Regions from separate parts of the Triticum aestivum genome. Here region 2 is linked to region 1. A link is a contact called in public Hi-C data. All regions are on one chromosome and are shown on one strand. The core of a region is the stretch at or near the end of the contact, and the rest is flanking DNA. Distances in the headings are between cores, read along the strand shown. Region 1 holds the start of LOC123138236 (zinc finger CCCH domain-containing protein 36). Region 2 holds the start of LOC123138311 (putative E3 ubiquitin-protein ligase RING1a).

The links. A called contact is a pair of places that touch in the nucleus more often than the background predicts.
Region 2: a contact with region 1 is called in a Hi-C map of leaf, with 3 times the contacts expected there. The contact joins the promoter of LOC123138311 here to the promoter of LOC123138236 in region 1. A contact is called at or near these places in 2 of 5 Hi-C or Micro-C datasets (both in leaf).

What each region holds. Positions count from the first base shown.
Region 1 is chr1B:559,851,465-559,858,155 of IWGSC CS RefSeq v2.1, forward strand. It overlaps LOC123138236 (zinc finger CCCH domain-containing protein 36), which reads right to left and starts at 4,195. Exons shown (of 8, transcript XM_044558235.1): 1 at 3,850-4,195; 2 at 1,558-1,684; 3 at 1,206-1,390; 4 at 1-1,102. The coding sequence starts at 4,000.
Region 2 is chr1B:560,247,840-560,254,530 of IWGSC CS RefSeq v2.1, forward strand. LOC123138311 (putative E3 ubiquitin-protein ligase RING1a) reads left to right here and starts at 2,890. Exons shown (of 10, transcript XM_044558265.1): 1 at 2,890-3,218; 2 at 3,348-3,501; 3 at 5,108-5,166; 4 at 5,492-5,573; 5 at 5,705-5,825; 6 at 5,933-5,974; 7 at 6,077-6,598. The coding sequence starts at 3,047.

The DNA.
Region 1 (6,691 bases), core at 2,945-5,444:
GCTTTCACCAAAGTATCGACATCCAGACTAGAGCGTTCCTTAACAGGTGCAACCAAGCCTGCAAACTCATTTGACCCTTTTGCCGACATATTCCTTGCCAACTTATCAGCATAAATCAATGATTTGTTGATATCTCCATATATAACACCATTCCCAGCAGTGTGCTGACTTGAAATGCTGCAGGATATGTTGGAGGACTTGAGAATATTGCCACTTTCAACTTTGGGAGGGTCCATACTGTCAGCAAGTGGGTCATATGGACTATTTGAAGGTGATGTACTGTTGGGAAACTCAACAAGAGGTACAAAAGGCACTGAAGTTACCCAAGGGTCATCCTTGATTGGGGAAAGGTGCTCAGGTTGGCATGAACTGCTTGCACGTAACCCAAGCCTAGATGTACCACAGCCCTTGTCAAAATATACATCTTTATGGAGACCAAATTTCTCAATACCAGGTGTTAACTGATGAGGGGACGGCATTCCTAGGTGAGTAATTGCTCGAGAAGGTTGGCTACCCAAGGAATGAGCAGAGCTATTGTAGCCTGGACTTCTGAACCCTGTTATACTGTTTGAGCCGTATGAGGCAAAGCTTGAACTATGTTCTTTCTGATGTTTGTGAGGAAGATTTTCTGTTGGTCCACCATAAACAGATCGCTTCTCACCATACTGGGGATAGTCAAATGAAACAGATGAGTCAAATGGCCGATGCCAATAATCAGAGACATGAGAATCACTTAGGCTGCTTGCTTTGGCCACATTCAGATCCGGCAACAGATTTTCTCCATCTAAATGCAATCTACTTAAGGTTCCCCTGCCATCCAAGTAGCTATCAGAGGGCAAACTAATATGGCGTCCCATGAGACTAGGTTTGTGGTTTTTCCCTTGAACTGAGATCTGCACCAGCTCATTTACAGGAGGGGTAGGCTTTGTAGTCCATAAATTATCAGTTCTGCAAGACCTCTCCGAAATATTTAGGTTGGGCGAGTTATGAGCCAGCCCCCTATTATCTTCGCCATAAGAATGAATGAGGGTCCTATATCGCCCATAGTTGTGCAGATCATTCAAGTTGGATACACATTGTGCTTCAAATCCTTCTTCAGAGCCTGAGCAGGGGTGGAGCAATCAAAAGTACTTAGATTTATAGAGCAATCAAAAGTTTGTGGCTGCAAGATATTCATTAAAGATTATCCTATAAAAATCTCATACCTCTATGTTTCCCATAACCAACTGATGTGAGTGAACCAGCATTTTCTTCTTGACTCCACAGGTTACCAAAACCAGAACCCTCTCTTTCATGAGGAGAAGTGCAATTCTTTCCTTGAGCATTAAAGGTACTCGTAGGGGTTCTGGTTTTGCTCCCCAGATCTCCACCAGGAGATGAGCTACTAAATCTAGGTTGTGAATGTGTTGAGTGAATTAGTGAATCAAATGACTGTTTAAGAAGTGTAAGATAAAAGAACATTATGTCTTCCATCAAACACCACAGCAAAGATAGAAATATTGTTCGAAGGTTCAAAATTCCTAGTGCACACAGAAGTAGCAATAATAATAGATGTACCTCCAAGCATTAGTATCTGGCATATCCGAACGTAGAAGATTGCCACTGCCAGTTTTCTTCAGATATTTGACATTGTTATGAGGCAGGAGTGTTGGCTTCTTTTCAGCAGTAGTCACTCCAATAAAACCTAGAAAATGTATGGTTATAATGAGATCCAAGTTTCAACATATACAACCAATTCATCTTAGTGATCTTCATACAAAATTCATACCTATGTTCAACTTATTCGTACTAGCCATTCTATATTCCACCAATCAATTAAAATGCTTAATCTCAAAGAAACTGTTAACAGGTTCCAAATAGCAGAAACCCGATACTTGTACAACGTAGCTGACATACACGTAAAGGATATATTTTTTTTAGTCCAGCAGGCTGCTAACTTATACCATTACAATACATCAATCACTGACAAGAATCATTCCATGCAAGATTTCCTAGGAGTAAGAAATAAATTTGATTTAAGATCCCTATGACTGACTCCAGAACCAACTACTGTTGACTCTGAAGTTCAGGATTTCAATGTTTATTTTCCAGTTTGACTGAACCCTGGAGGCTGAAAAGCCTCTATTGATTCAAGCAAACAACAAATGGACATAGAAGAATGGTACGATCATGGGATATGGGATATAATGGTCCCAAATAAAAAAGGCCGCATAGAGTGTTAGCTTTACCATGGCAAAACCAATGATAAGTAAATAGGGTTGGAATCAGAGGATATAATAGGAGCAAACAAACCAGTTAGTGATAGCTTATAGCATGATACGGGCCAACATTTGGTACATACATGTTATGGATGTATTGGGCAATGGGCAATGACAGCAAGAGTAGCAACTTGGACAAGCTTCTGCTAGAATTTGTGGAGCCCAATTCAGCCAAGAATAATGGTACACAAGGAGTCCAAGTGAAAGGATAAGTAATTATTATAAGACTAGAAGGGAGAGAATTAGGAAAGATTCCAGGAAATTATAAGAAGTCCAACCGTAATAGAAAGGTCTGCGGGGACCAAGGTCTTTCTTCCTTCTCTACTCCAATATTCACAACAATACGCTTAATACAATTCTCATGGCTGAAAACAAGCCTTCCCTGCTACGAATGAGAAGGCCATTGGACTTGTCCATTTCATCCTTATATTTGTGAACCACAAGGTTGTGAGGGATGAGCTAATCAAATGTAAACCAAGATAATTCTCAAGATGGACCTATGACTATGAGTCGTAACATGCCATGAAAACCTGTTGCATATCAGTATGCAAGCCTGCGAAACCGCATACTCTTGTCATGAGCAATAGACTGAAAAACAATTGACCCTCTCCCTAACATCACAGCACAGCAGTAATCACAAGATAAGCATAAGAAGGCACTTCACCATATATGCCAATCGGTTGACTTGATGGTCAACCAAATATTCCTACGTTCCTTCGACAAAATTAGCAACATCAGGGTTTGCCTCAACATTTGCTGTGCTAGGCCGTTGGTTGAGTAAAGCGATAAAAACAGGTTTGTTTTAATAAAAACCAAAAACAAGGAATCAGAACCATTAATCTTTCATGAAAGGCGGAATTTTATAACTAATTGTTTACGCTTGCGTCACGCAACTTCACAACCAACTGCCCTACATAGCTATAGCCACGTGGTGGCGTAATCTATTAGGATATACAGAAACGGCAAAAAACTGCCTCAAACAACACGACAAACTGCTTCACTGATCTACTACATTAACGTTGTGTCGAGCTACGATCTAGTTGCTGCTATACTGCACGAGCTGCTTCACCTACTTAAATACACGCTTCGAGCTCCATGTCGTATAGCAAATAGTCGTACCAATGACGTCACAAGCATAGACCGATACAAGTCATCAAGTCAACCATAGTCAGCAACATAACTTCATCATAACCCATCTACCTAAAATAGCATGGCAATGCCAGCAACATAAACAAGAGCCAACGGCTACCGTTGAAAAACAGGCGCGAAAGGTGAAGTTATGCAATTCAAGCATTCCAAGGCAAACCCTAGAAAACTGCATGCATAATTCCTCGCCTTCTACCAGATCTCCAACACCCCCTGATGCCAGATCAACTACCCAGCACCTCTCCTACACAAGCAAAAACAACTTGGTGGATATCAATCATCAATCAACCGCATAAAGGATGTGCATTTTCCCCGCCGGATCTTACCATCCGCGCCTCGCCTGCACAGATCTAGCGCTTCAAAGCAATCACGCACCGAAACTAGGAGCACAGGAAGTACATTAACCGGTAGAGCATGCGTTTAGAGGGCGATCGAGGGGCAATACCATGAGAAGCGCCGGCGCTCGCGGAGCCCCAGGCCCTCTTCAGCCCGGCCCGCTCCGCCGCCTCCTCCGGCGGGTTCATGATCTCCATCTCCACCTCCCTAATCTCGTCCTTCGCCGACAGCCCGCCGACGGGGCCGGCGGCGGTCGCCATCGGGGGGCGACTGCGGTGCTGCGCTGCGCTGCGGCGGCGACGAGGGTTTGGTGGAGGGAGGGAGGGGACGGGGGCGGCGGCGGCGAGGTGCGCGTGAGTGGGGTGGGGGATTTGGGGGCAAAACCTCGGTCGCTTCAGTTTCTTTCTCCCCTCTCTCTCCTATCTCTGCTGCCCTCGCATCGCGTTTGGGTCGCCACGGCGACGGGTGGCCGGCTATAAAGGGCCGTGCGAGCCGGCCGCGCGCGTGGGTTTTGCGTTTCTGCTAATTCGGCGGTCCCCGCCCGGCGGTATATTTCGGGACGCAAATCCTTCGATCAATGCCCTTCATTCATTGCTCCCAACACGAAACATCGTGCAGCTTTCGGCTTTGACACTTGAAACTCGCAAGGTACCCCGGACGCTTGCCATGGGATGCATCTTCGGAAAACAGAGGATGGAAACTTGGGATGCTGTCCGTTATCTCAGAAAACAAGGATGATCTTTCATGGCTTTGCGCGGGTGATTTTAACCGGGTATTATTCCAACCGGAACAGGCTTTGAGCAGGTGATTTTAATGGGGTATTATTCCAAGCGGAACGGCGAGGAGGGAACCTCCGGAGTTCTATGAAAATGGGGGGCTCCAGGGATCGCTTGCCGACGGCTGCATAGCAGACTTGTGTTTCTCGGGATATCCATTTACATAGGATGGTAAAAGAGACAGGGAGGAAAATATTCAAGTCGAACTAGACCGAGGCACATGTAATGATGACTTTTTGAAAATGGTTCCCGAGACATGTGTCGAGCACATTTTTGGCAGAAGAATCTGAACAAGTTGCCCTTCTTATTCATGCTATGATGACACAGGTCACCAGAGATAAAAGCGGGAAGAGGGGATTAAGTTATGAGGAGGCATGGACCCGGCACAAGCTATATGACGCCATGGTTGCTGACGTGTGGCAATCAGCTGACCAGGACCAGGCGGGTCTTGGTGGGGTGTGTAGCAAATTGGGCAGGGTCACCAGCGACATGCAAAGGTGGAGCCGAATGGTTTTTGGATCAATCCGACGGCAGATAGTGAAGCTTAAGGTGTAGTTGCGTGATGCTAAGGAGAAGTCCTTGCAAACCAGGTATAGACAGGAGGTTAGGGAAATAGAAGATCAACTTCTTTTTTGACACAACGAGCCTCCCTCGTCGATTTCCATTAAAGAAACCGCCACACAAGCTACAAAAGTATGTTAACCGAAAATAAAGAAGAAAACATCTAAGCAAGCGCTACCACATGCAGGCGAAGCACAACATGTCCAGACAAGAACACCCAAGCACAACAAGACCAAATTAACATCCATTGCAAAATCTAAAATGCCATCAACGCCATAAGGAGGCCATCCACGCGCCAAACACATGTATATGCAACCTGATCACCATTATCCAACTCCTATTCTTCTCCTCACGGGATTCCAGGCACGCTTCCCCGAGAACACCTCTCGCAGCACCTCCCTGATACGAGCCACACCCATCTCAGTTGTGTTTCTATTTGGCTTTTTCTGCAATATACTCCAAGACTTCAGAAAAGAGCATAGTTTATATACAACAGAGGTAGGATCATCAGGGTAAATCTTATCAAAACACGCCCTATTTTTGGTCTTCCATATGACCCAGCATATAGTAACCCCCCAAATGAGGACTACCCTCATATACTTCCTAGGGAAAGACTGAATCCAATCTCCCATTAAATCAGCAACCCCATCAGGGGTTCTTTTTAGATCAAAGGCGCACATCACCACCTGCCAGACAAACCTGGCCAAAGCACATTTGAACAGCAGGTGATCATTGTTTTCTTTTCACCCACAAAAATAACACTCTTCATTCCGAGTCCACCCCCTCTTGATCAAGTTCTCCTTAGTAAGTATGCTTCTCTTAATAAGCAACCACATGAAGACTCTAATTTTGAGGGGAACTTTCAGTTTCTAAATCCCTCTAAAACCCACCAGGGCATAAGATTTGAGAAACATATATAGTCCTTTCACCACAAACCTATTCTTGCTATTCAGCAACCATAGCATCTTGTCTTTCTCATAACTCAATTCCACTTCATCCATTAGCTTTGTCAATTCCTCCCATTATCTCAAATATTCACCATGCAATGTCCTTCTAAAAGTGAAACTGGCCCAGCCAAAACTTTTGGCCTTTTTCACAGTAATCATCTTATCAAAGGAAATGTTGTATAACCTTGGGAATAGCTCTGCCACCTTTTTATCCCCAGGCCACACATCTTCCCAAAATAGAGTTTTGGCACCATCTCCAACTACCCTCCTGGTCAGGCTAAGAAACAACTCTCTGACCTTCATCAAACCTTGCCAAAAAATGAGAGCCACCATCTCTCACAGAAGCCAAAGTACTCTTAGATAGGTATTTATTTTGCATTATTTCCTGCCATAGCCCTTCAGAATTCTCAAGTTTCCATGACCACTTCATTAAAAGGCATTTATTCATGGCCTCAAGATCCAAAATGCCCAAACGCCCATGGCTTTTAGGCATACAAACAGTCTACCAGTTCACTAGGTGGTATCTTTTCTTCTCTAGTGTTTCCTGCCACACCATCCTAGCTTTGCTAGCATCAATGTTCTTCAACACCCCCTTTGGTGCTTCCAAAAAGTAGAGCATATACAATGGAATGCTACTAAGGCAAGAATTCACCAAAGTGATCCTATC
Region 2 (6,691 bases), core at 1,640-4,139, 400 kb after region 1:
CATGGTAGGTGTTGCAGAACTTTAATTGACCACAATAGGTCATTTGCACAAGGTCGGCGATCTGAGGTAGGAGGACAAGCTCTATGGAAACATTGGGGTTTTAATTTGTTTGCTCTCTTATGCTATTGTATATAACTGGAAAAACTGGTTGGTTTCATAAAGTAAACCCAAGATCGTGATATTGAGTTGGACTCTATTTTGTTCGTTTTGTTTGTTACAAGTGTGTTCTCACATGAATTTAGTATTATATTTCTTTATTCATGCTAGGTCTCACATATGAGTTGGATGGTTGCTAGTTTCACATGTGGGTAGGAGCATATTATTTTTTTGTGAAGTTTATTGGGGCCACATGTGAACTCACCATCAACTCTCTTTATAAGCAGGAAAGATATCCACATTAGAAAGCTTAAACTGGATTTCTAAATTTCCAAATAAGAGAGCATCTAAACCAAATCCAAACTATCACTAGAAACTTCAAATTTATGAATTAAATCGTGTAAAGTAAATACCAAAAGTTCCCAGTGAAGGCCTCATGTCAACTCCAAAGGGATGGAGCAAAGAGCTAATGCGGGTCAAACTTATGTGGCATGCTTCGTGAAGATCTAACTACTCAGACCCTAGTATGCAAATAACCACATAACATAGTCAGTGTTGGGTTAAGGCCCGTGAACTTTGGCTGCAATCCCCTCCCGACCGTAGATCAAACATTTTAACAATTTAGACAAAAAAGTTAAGAATTTTGGTTATAAATTGGCTTTAGTGTTGCTAAATATCTCATGTTTTTTTTAGTGTAGACCACAAGTCGACGCATGTTTCTGCAAAACTTCTAAAAACTATGTACACCAATTTAATATTTACATATGGAATCCGTTTTTCTAATTTTTGGAACTCCAGAAGCACCTTTATATAATTCTAAAAATAAAGAGAACATATGTGCTGAAGTGTACAATATCAAAGTCCTCATCTTGTACACTTTTTTAAGCGTGTCGACGAGTTCTTTTTTGATCTTGGCTGGATATTTAGCTAAAGTGAAACGACATGATTGGCTATAATGATTTATTTCTAATTGTCAGTAATTTATTTGTCACTTTTTTAAAATTGCGATGACTTGCGGTTCCTCTATGGCATCCTTCTCTCTAGCGGTGGAGTCGGTTCTTTTTCTTAGTTGCATGTACATCTTGTAAAGAATAACATAGGTATGTATAACACTAACAATAAGATAAAACTACTCCTATCTAATGATAAATTATAAAAATACCCAAATGGCAAAGTTTATGTCAGATTTTTTTACATTTGTCAAATGACAGAGCGTGTAAACTAAATCCAAACTATCGGTAGAACCCTCAAATTTAGAAACTTAGTAAAAGGTAAATACCAAAAGCGGCCAGAGAAGGCCTCGTGTGTCCATCAACTCCAAACAGATGGAATAATGGTTGAACTTGTGTGGCATGTTTTGTGAAAATCCAATCGCTCTGACCCTAGTATGCAAGTAACCACATCCACATGGTATTTTCACGTAATCAGTGTATCAAGATCCACAACAACCCGACTTCAGCCAAGAGCATAGGCCAAAAGCTTTGAAAAATTTAGCAAAAAAAGTAAGATAAAATGGTTGTAAAATGGGTTTAACCCATATAGCCCACAGTTCCACCCTTGGTTTGCACCTTTCTATGTTCCGCCCTACCCCTGCACATAATAATACTACACGACATGGGGTATATCCATCGTAACGCCTCAACTGAAAACCAAGGGGCTTTTCAGGATCTGCCGCACACAAAGTGACTCAACCATGCAGACGTATATATATCACGCGGCGCACGCATGAAAAAAGAAAAAGAACACGAGGCTCACTCGGTTGTACTGTAGGCCTGAATAGTCAACCCCGCCGCTTCGATCCAAGCACTCATGAATACTCCCTCCGTTCATTTTTACTCCGCGTATAAGTTTTGGCCAAAGTCAGACTGCACAAAGTTTGACCAAATTTATATAAAAAAGTATGAACACCTACAATACTTAAACTATATAATATGAAAATGCATATCATGGTGCATCTAAAAATGTTGATATCAAATTACGAATGTTGATATTTTTTAATATAAAGTAAGTCAAACTATGTAAAGTTTGACTTTGACCAAACCTTATATGCAGACTAAAAAGAAACGGAGAGAGTACGAGTTTAGTTTGCCTTGCAGGAAATCAGAAAAGAAATATGGCCTCTAAATACGGGAGATCGCGGATAGAAATGCACTGCGATGATTGCACTCCTGTGATAATAATACGTTCTTCGAGCGAATGCTGGCTGATAATAACCAATGGCAGGATGAGTGTATCCTACTATCCTTGGTTTGATCGAAGGCATTTCTCTTCTCTTCCAATAGATCGACAATCGCTTGGATGGAACGAGGCGAATGGTCGTCGATCGTACCCACGGCCACACGCCGAAGAACACAACTCACACCGATGCATTGGTCAACGCAACGGAGTACCACTCCCAATCATCACCACCTTCCCGCATCGGGCAAGCCTACGTACGCGACGCACGTCCCATATGCAGCCCGCGGCTCCTCCTCGGAAAACTCCTCCGGCTCAGCGCGTGCGTGGCGGCCGTCGTCCGCCGTTGACCCGAGAGGCTCACCGGCGACGAACCGGCTCGCCGGAGACGACGGAGTCGAGCTCGTCCTCCCCCCACGGTCTTTATTTTTCCTACCGTACGCAAGTTAAAAATTTGTTCCGGGCCGCGGTTCCAGCGGGCCGGGCCGGGCCGGGCCGGGTCGGGGCGGGGCGGCCACGCGCACCAACCCAAAGTTACACGCGACGCAGCACAGGGGAGGGCAGGCAGAGGCAGGCACCACCCCCACCCCCCGTCCCCTGCCTCGCCTCGCCTTTCTTTTCCTCTCGCTCTCCGCCTCCCCCTCGACTCGAGCCGCTTCCACCCACCTCCTGCCTCCTCCCTCCCTCTCACTCCTCCGCCCGCCCGCTCCCGTCCGTCCTCTCCCCCGCGACGAGCGCCGCGCCGACGAGCGGGGAGGGCAGCCGGCCGGCCGGAATGCCCGCGCAGAAGCGCCCGCACCCGTCGCCCGACGCGGACGACGGGCACGTCCGGGAGGAGGAGGCTGCCGCTGCCGCCGGGGCCGCCGGCTCCGACACGGAGGGCGGCGGCGGCGTCCAGAGGGCCGCCAACGGGGGCTCCGCGGAGCTGGCCAAGGACGGTGGCGGCGGTGAGAGCTCTGCTTCCAGCGACGCGCGCCGCCGACTCATCTGCCACCGTCACACGCGATGCGCGCATCGCGTCCTCTGTTTCGGCGCCGGGGTCGCTGACTGGCTTGCGTGTCTCACGGGCTCTGCAGATTCCGATGCGGGGGAGGACGACGAGGAGGAGGAGCAGCAGCGGAAGCAGCAGCAGCAGCAGGACGAGCACGAGGAAGGCGGCGGCAGCGGCGGGGACGACGAGGACAGCGACGACAGCCCGTCGTCGGAGAGCGACGCCGCCGACGTGGACGAGTAAGTGGGCCGTCGACGCCCCTCCTCCCTCCCCGCCCCTTCCCATCTCCTCCTCCTCCTCCTCTCGCATCCGTTGCCGATTTCCCGTCGTCGTCACGCCGCGTCCCCGTACGCTGGCTTCGCTTCGCCGGGGTGGTGCCGGAGGTCATCGTATGGGGAGTCCCACCGGGCCGGCGGCCGCATCGTCTCACCTCGTCGGGCTCGGCGCTCCTGTCGCCATGGGATCTTCGTGGTCTCGTGCTTCGTATGCTGGCTCGGGTTTCTCGTGGCGGCGGCGGCGGCCCACCACGAGTCGTCCTCGTCGTTAGGCGCAGGCGCCGGCCGCTTCGTCCGCCCCGCGCCGCCGCGAGCGCTCCCGTCACCGCCGAGTCATGGGATCTTTCTGTAGCATGCATGCTTTCGTCACACGGCTCAGCGGAGGCGCCGTGCTCACGACGGCAAATGCTGGGAGCGGCATCCAGGGTCGATCGCCGCATACCCGAGCTCTTACCCCGGAGTCGCCAGCCACATCTGAACTGGCGGTCATGTTCGTCGTGGTTCAGCTATCTACGGGAATAGTTCCCTGTTTCTCTTGCTTCTGAATCGTGTGCGGCCACGGCCAACTCTTCCATCCCGGCTCTTAGCCTGACCTTCTGAATGATCTTGCCATGCTTAGACCCGTGTGAGCTCCTGGCCAGCCTCTCCCCCGTGCACCCGTGTTCATCATGTCGAATGGTTCTGTGGAGACACCAGGTTCTTATGGCAAACACTATTCAAGCTCATCCAGCCCATGTAAGATCTTCCCGTGGATTTTCTCATTTTGTAGCAGGTGCCGCCTTCGTCTGGATTGGGAGCCTCTTCGTGTTTCCTGCAGTGTCTTGGCCATGACTTGGCCTGTCGTGCTCTGAATATCTATCTGGTTCTACTGTTGCTGTCCTGACCCCCATGACTGCGATAGGTCTTACACTGTTTAGGTGTCTTAACTCAATTTTGTGCAAATGCGTTCTTATTCTCGCGATAGCATTATGCTTTACCTTCCATCAGCTGTCTCTATGAATCTTTCCTCGGTACTGAAATGCACAGATGCTTCTATGAATCTTTTCTCGCTGCTGATGCGAGGTGCAAATCAACCCCTCTGTTGCTGTAGGAGCAGTGCAGTTTCCTGTCAGGAAAGCATTTTGTTCACTAGATATATAAACTCTGTTATCATATTGTAGCACACACACCTTTTCACATTTGGTTCCCTTTGATCCAGATAATTGTGTAGACACTGTTTTTGTTGACCACCTATTGTATGTCGTTTGGATTTTATTGGTACTGCTTAGATTTCTCAGCTGGTTAATTGAATCAAATCAACTCTTCTTCTGCCTGTCAAATGTGAGTTTCCAGTGTTCAAGTTGTCCCAAGGTGCTAATGGTTCCATATTTCCCGTTGTTTTCTCTAGTCCCACTGTGAACACCTGCACATTATGTTCTTTATACTACGCATTTCTTTGAAAAATGCCACGGAACACTTCTGTGTGTTCCATAAGTTGTTAATCAGTAATTGGAAATGCAAATTGGTAATGGAAGATTTGACTTTCTTGTTAGCGAAACTAGTAGCTAAACAGTACTGTTTTCTCATGCAGGTTTATACTAGTGAAATTGATGGATATACGGAAGGAAGTGCAGTGCCCTATATGCTTAGGTAAGCATGCCTTGTCAACTTGCTTTCAAATTCAGAGATAGCAACTCTGTTTACTTTTCATGATTTCTGTGTTGACAGCATTGCTTGTAATACTTGTAATTAAAGCTGGATAATGTGTTCTGTACATCTTTTTGTGATTATTTACTACAAATGTTGAAGCTAGCACATTCATCAAAGCTCACATGTTTCTGTTATGCAAGTATGCATGTTGGGACTGTCCACATCATCAAGAAGCTAGGATGAGTTTTATACAAGAAACTAGACAGAATGTCTGCTCAAACTGTGATATCTAAGAATTTGCTTCTCTTATGGTTCTCTGTTGCAGGCATTATCCGGAAAACAAGAACGGTTATGGAGTGTTTGCACCGGTTTTGTAGGGACTGCATTGATAAATCCATGCGGCTTGGGTATGATCCCTTATGTTATTTGTCTACAGTGTCATTAAAAAAAAGTATAGCCCAGCCTGATTGGGGCTTTGAAAAATCCAAGTATATACTTTATTTCAATGACAGTATAAGTGGTCTGGTGTTTTTTGCAGAAATAATGAATGCCCAGCATGCCGCACTCACTGCAAGAGCAGACGTTCCTTGAGGGATGATCCTAATTTTGACGCTTTAATTCTAGCTTTATATCCAGACATTGACAAGTACGAGGAAGAGGTGATGCATAATTTCTCCAGTTGCGACACTTAGTTGTCTTGTCGCTCTTGTTTATCTAGCTTTTGTTGTAGTACCTGCCACTGATTCTAATTTGCTTGATACGTCAGGAACTTGCTTTTGGTGAAGAAGAGAAGACTCGCAACAAAAAGGTTGGTTTATTTGGCTGTCTTATGTCTGGTGGAAACTTATCTGCCCTGGTCATTTGGTATTTGTCTTCTTGTTATTGACATTTGCTGTATTTGTCATGAAAGATTCAAGATTCCATTGCTGAAACATTTCGAAGGCAAACAGAAGCACTTGTGAAGAAGCGCTCCAATGCAAAAGCAATAGCTTCTACAAGAAAGACCCGTGGGAGTATGCGGACAAAGAAGAGAGGACGGACTAGTTCTCCTGATAATGCCCCAACTGACATTGATGACGACGAGAGAGAAGAAAATGGTAATGATGGCAGCAAAGAGTCGTCTTCTGTTGATGATCGTTCACCAGATGTCAAGATGAAAAGAGCTCGGAGGTGGCCTGTGCCACGATCATCCCCTGCTAAGACTATGGGCAGTGTTGATAGCAGCTACGAGGAGAATGATGATTTGGGAGGTGCCAGAGATATCTTGGCCACTTCTCCACTGCGGGGAGAGATGCTTGCCTGGGGCAAAAATGGCACCCGCAGCCAGACTCGACATGGCAGTGCCGGTGGCTCCAGTGGAAGGATGGTCAAGGGCGGGCGTGTTGCCAAGTTGGTGGATCACCTCCGTAATGCTGATGAATTTGATACCAAGGTAAAAACAGACCGTCGCAATAGTTTAAATTTACAGTTGCTTCCTTTTGCAAAAATAATAAGTAGAGTTGGTATTTATTTTATTTGTGCTTTG